Regions from separate parts of the Hordeum vulgare genome. Here region 2 is linked to region 1. The links are chromatin contacts, called in public Hi-C maps. All regions are on one chromosome and are shown on one strand. Each heading gives the region's core, a stretch centred on a gene start, on an enhancer-like site or on the middle of the called end of the contact. The rest is flanking DNA. Distances are from core to core; before and after follow the strand shown.

The links. A called contact is a pair of places that touch in the nucleus more often than the background predicts.
Region 2: a Hi-C map of leaf shows a contact between it and region 1, with 2.5 times the contacts expected there. The contact joins the promoter of LOC123448205 here to the promoter of LOC123448173 in region 1. A contact is called at or near these places in 2 of 6 Hi-C or Micro-C datasets (leaf and seedling).

The regions. Positions count from the first base shown.
Region 1 is chr1H:485,885,646-485,888,435 of MorexV3_pseudomolecules_assembly, forward strand. LOC123448173 (probable cytokinin riboside 5'-monophosphate phosphoribohydrolase LOGL7) reads right to left here and starts at 1,388. Exons shown (of 7, transcript XM_045124984.1): 1 at 1,180-1,388; 2 at 931-1,028; 3 at 777-807; 4 at 182-281; 5 at 24-94. The coding sequence starts at 1,290.
Region 2 is chr1H:486,428,397-486,431,186 of MorexV3_pseudomolecules_assembly, forward strand. LOC123448205 (SWR1-complex protein 4) reads right to left here and starts at 1,428. Exons shown (of 16, transcript XM_045125029.1): 1 at 1,177-1,428; 2 at 998-1,093; 3 at 34-99. The coding sequence starts at 1,290.

The DNA of each region.
Region 1 (2,790 bases), core at 138-2,637:
TTTTGCTATCCTCGGTTGCTTACCGGTTTGTTGTGAATTCCGAGTTGGGACCATGTTATCATCTCCAACAGCTCCTCCATGGTTCCGTACCCCCCTGATGAACAGAAAATTGTAAGCAATTTCTACTTACTTATCAGCGATGATGGCAGAACGATTAGGAAGATCGTTAGACATGTGGAACCTGGAAGAGCGATGAATGCTTCGGACTGTCGAGCCATCTCTGCTTTCCTCTCGTGCATGTCAGATACAACCTTCACTTCTCCCACGCTCTCACCTAATATCTGTCGGTACAATTTGAAGTGAAACTTTCAGAGAAACGGCAGATGGATATATAATGTTGTACGTACAAAATCAGACACGTGTCAATCCGTCGCCCCCTGGGATGGCATGGTCAGCATTTCAGTAAGATGCACTTAATTTGGATGTTTGGCCACACACTTCAAATTCAGCTGAGATAACCTCATGTGCCAAGTGAACTTCAGGTGTACGGCTGGATTCAGATGACAAAAATAAAAACCTTGACCAAATTCACATGAATTTCTCTATGTTTTTTTTACTTCTTTTAAAATTATTGCAGGAAAAGTGCAAGAACTTTCACTTCTTTCACAGTTCAGTTTCAGGATGAGTCGGAAGATGCATGAATTTCAAACATCAGTACACACCACGTGACTGAACCGGAAAGCATTTTCTTACTCTGGGAGGCTACCCGTACAGAATGCTAAGTACGTGCAGTAGAATGTAGATAGATAGAAATCTGAATCGTCGAGGTAGCGTACCTCGACGGGCATGAGAGCCCTGGGAATCACCCTGCCAAGAAACACTCAGTGCAAGTATTAGAAGTTTAGAACGGCAGAGCAGAGCATCTCTGCAAGAAGCAGAGGAGAACTCGTGCAGAAGGGAAGGAAGCTGTACACGGACGGACGTACGTACCCGACGACACGGCGGCCTCCGTCGAGCACCGTCCGCGCGATGAGGCCCATGAGGCCGATGCTGCCGCCGCCGTAGACGAGGTCGACGCCCCTCCTCACCTGCAAGGATCGATGAATCCCACACGGCTTAGCTCTCGCAACCCAAACGCCGCACGGCCATGGAGCTGCGGAGCATATAGCTAGCAAAGATGCGCGTTGGCAGAGCAGAGGCGAGTTTGTAGCTCCTAGTTTGGCCATTTGATCCACCCACCAGCTCGTGGCCAAGGTCGAGGGCGGCGTCGCCGAACACCCTGCGGCGGCCGGCGCTGCTGCCGCAGAAGACGCACACCGTGCGGAACCTGCTCGCCGCCCCATCCGCCATCGCCGGCCGACCGGGCACTTCTCCGACCGACCTCGGCTCGCGGCGGCGGCGGCGTCGTCGTGGCTGCGCGCGCCGACGGTGGTGGCGTCAAGACAGCTGCTACGAGGTGACGCTGGGTAACGACCGGCTCCATTTAACTCCGGGGTCGGGGTCGCGCCCCCTGCTTCGTCGCTGTCACTTTCGCGCGCGCGGTGACCACGCCACGCCATGCCAATTGACACCAATCGCCGTAGCCCCGGGTCCCCCATCCCTGCTCTGACGAAAGCCTGTAACTCTGAATTGTCTCCCTCCCGCCGTCCTCGAGAATCTTGCCCGTCCCGTCACACTGACTGCCGCTGCCCCGCCTCAGGATAACGGCATGGGCCGCACTGTTCTCGCCGGCGCCGATGCCGCATCGCATGGAGACATGGACCATCCGTCGCCGGCCCTACAGTACGCCATGCAAATCTGGATCGTCTAACCATGCCTCCATTGTGGCACGAGGAGCATGCACGCCACCGAACCGAACAAGTTACCACTAGCACCGTCAGTGTCAGGAGACAGCGCCGGCGGTAACAGCTACGAGCAGTACTCTAACACACTTTTGGCTCTGGCCTTTGGGTCTCGATCGAGCAGGTGAAAGCTTAGCTAGCGAAAGGCATCATCAACAAGATGGTTAGTCGAACGTGGCCGAAATAGACAGGTCAAAGGGGAGGGAGACGTGTTAACCGCAAAGTGAATGCTTTACTTTACATACATGGACGGCGCTCGGTTCAGATCCGATGAGCGCATCGTATATTGGGAAGGGCCAATCCGAGCAAGCAGCGCAAATTGTTTGCGCGAATGTGCGATCCCCCGAGCCCCCGAGGCGCGTCACGGGATCTTCAGGAACACGACATGCGCGCCGTTGTCAATTTTATCTCAACCGATTGAAACGGGGAGATTTGTCAATTTCATCGACCGTTCGTTGGTGACCCGTATGTACAGTGTGACAGCATCTCCAACAGATCCACTTTCTCGTATAAAAAAAATCACAATAGGTAATCGTAAGTTGCCTTAATTCAAAATTTGGGTCATCGATTTTCATGTGAAGGAACGAACAATGAAAGGGGAGGAAGACTCGTCGGAGGAAAGGAACAAGCTCGCCGGCGACCAGACTATCTAACTTAGGATGGCAAACGACCCCATTATCTATCTTAGGGGCGTGTGTGTGGTGCAGGTTTGTCGGAAAGAAAATTAGGCATCATTGGGGCTAGAGGGAGGGTCGGGGACGGCGGCAACATGATGGTGAGCAGCGGTTGAGGGGAGGGCGGGGAGGAGAGGCTTGTGGTTGACGGTCTGGTCGATGATGAGTGGGGGCGGTTGGAAAGAAAGTGTGGGAAGGAAGAAGATGAGGTGTTGTAATGTGTTTTTAAGAGAATGGTTGAAGGTATAAAATGACTGACGGTCGTTAGATGAAAGTTTAAGGGTTGGGAACGATCGCATGTAAAAAAACTGCTTCCCACATATGCGAGAAAATAG
Region 2 (2,790 bases), core at 178-2,677, 540 kb after region 1:
GTACACGACATTAGTGAAGCGTCAGAGACAGACCCAGTGGTAAAGTTGCAGATTGTCAGTTCGTGCAGATGATGTGAAAGGTAGCCACCGCCATGCTACCTGCGCAAGTAATTGATATTCTCAAGTTAAACCACATACAGCAGTCCATTGGTCCCAACAGCATTCCCCAGATATAAGTGACAGACTGGACACTTCATGCTTGGAATTCATGTTATGCATAAAGCCAATAGTATCATTCAAACTAGGTGTGCGGAAACTATTACAGTGTCCCATGCAGTGATAATGATATAAATTTGCTGACCAGAGCATATAACATTTTAATGATCTGAAATAAAGGAACAATCAACAGAAAACCAAATGCTAAGCTAAAATAAGAAAGGATGGCATATAAGACTAGTCATGTTCTGCATTCTATGGCATGAAGTTCAACACAAAGCTGATTTATCATGCTATATGATACTAGACTTACCCTTACACAACTATTTAATAACACTAACTGCACAAATTTAGATCACTAGCAGATATGAAAGCAACACAGAAGGTCGGCAGTCCTACGAAAGCAGAAGTCTGACTGTGATTCATAGAGTATAATTACAAAAGAAAATATCAAGTTTGAGATCAAAATGTTTCATTAAGTGGGGGTGCATGTCATATGCATTATGTTTCTTTGACCGGGTAGCACCAAAAGTCTTCGCTGGCGACTACCCAGATGATACAATGCACCCGATGCGATTTAGTATGATAACAAAGTGCTGGCTTGACCGCCAACTCAATACAGCAATTAATTTGTACATGAACCAACCCGCAAAAAAAAAGGTACATGAATCAGTTAACATTTCGTGTGTACTCCTAGCTCAACCCCGCAGGTAATGACCACACTCTGGATGCCAAATTCTCATACGCACAAATAGTAGTGTATGGAAATCTGAGTTCAAATGGTACAGCAGTAACCAGTTTATTCAGTAGATAGCTGAAACCAGAAGAGTTGCTCGCCCACCTTCTCCTTCTCAACAGCAGGCCGGCGCTTCAGGTGCGAGGCCTCGATGGTCGGCATGAGCGGCGCCATTCCCACCCCTCCGGTGAGCGCGTACACCTAGATCCGCACAACGGGCGTCAGCGCCGGGAGAACAACCAAACGCGCGGAGGAGGGCGGGGGAGGGTGACGAAGGGCGGTACCTCGCGCGAGACGCCATCGGGCTTGCGCTGCGGCTCCTTGGGCGGCCGCGGCTTCTTCTCCTGGGCGGACGGGAAGGAGGTCTTCTGGAGCCCGAGGATGTCCTTCGCGTCCATGGAGGACGGCCGGAGGAGGACGGGGACGCCGGTGGGTCGAGCTAGGGTTAGGGCTCTCGACGGTCGTCTTACCGCGACATGGGGGACGTCTCGAGCTCTCGCGAGGGGAAACGGATGCCGGGTTGGGGAAGGCGATGGTTAGCGGGCCGGGAAAAGCTCGATCCAGACCCGGTAGGCGAAGCTGTCCGGAATCCGGATCTGGCCCAGCAGTAGGGATGTAGAGCGGTACCCGATCCGTCCCGCTTCCAAGTCAAAATATCTTAGGTTAGTTATAATTTTTTGGTCAAATTTATCTTAATTTAAACTAATATTATGTTACCCTACCCAGGAGGCAGGAGGTCACTTTCCGACCCTTGCTTGTCAGAAAATTGATTGATAGTTGGAAAACGATTTTCTGGATGGGAAAAATAGACGAATAACAATTGTAATCACAGGTAGAAGAATATTTTTCTTTAAAAAGGATCCCAATCTTGTCTTAGAAAAAGGTTCACCGTAAAGACCGGTAGGTCCTGATTCGTTCGATCTGCTCATCATGCGATTTCTCATTGTAACAAGATTCTTGTTGCAATTGGAACATGATTGCACAAACATCATGCAACAAAAAAGCACCAGTGGCTCGCGCAATTGCAGAAATCCTAACCTGGCCATCCTAAGGAGACGACAAGAATATATGTCAGAGCTGTGTCGAATATGTCCCGACGGACAAACTTGAAAAGGATGGGAGTCTCAAAGACCGACTCGGATATGCAGCGTTGTCATTCGTTCAAGTGTTGCATACACGGAGACTAAAATCCTAATCTATCTCTACTAGGAGGAGCGAGGCACCGAGATTCCCCTCCCCACTATTGATCGTCGAAGCGGTAGGTAGAGAGCGGCAAATCCATGTGGCTCGCCAATAGAGATCGGGAGGAGGCAGGCTTTGCCTTTGTATTCTCGTGAGAGGGGAAAAGTTAAATCAAGATATAAGATAATAGAGATATGGTCATTTTTATAAACAACAAACATAAGGTATACCCACAACACCCCGCAATGCTCTCCAAATTTTACCTACCGTATATTAGAAAATATCATCTGCCAAAGACTAGAGTGATGGATCCATGTCGTTGACAAAATAATTACATACACCTCGCTGCTAATGGAAAATTCATTTTTGTACTGAAATAATAATCCACTTTGATGAGTGATACGTCTCCAATATATCTATAATTTATTAATTACTCATGCCATGTTTACAACATTTTATATGGTTTTGGTATGATTTGCATGGAACTAACCCGAACTCACGTTGTTTTCAGCAAAACTACCGTGATGTTGTTTTTTGTGCAGAAATAAAAGTTTTCAAAATTGGACGAATTTTTTTGACATTTGTTTGGAAGAAAAGAGAAATACTATAGCAAAGAACCACCAGAGGGGAGTCTGGTGCCCACTAGGTACTAGGGCGCCCCGAGGCACTCTGGTGCCTAGTGGGCCATCTTGACGTGAGACTGACGTCAAAAATTC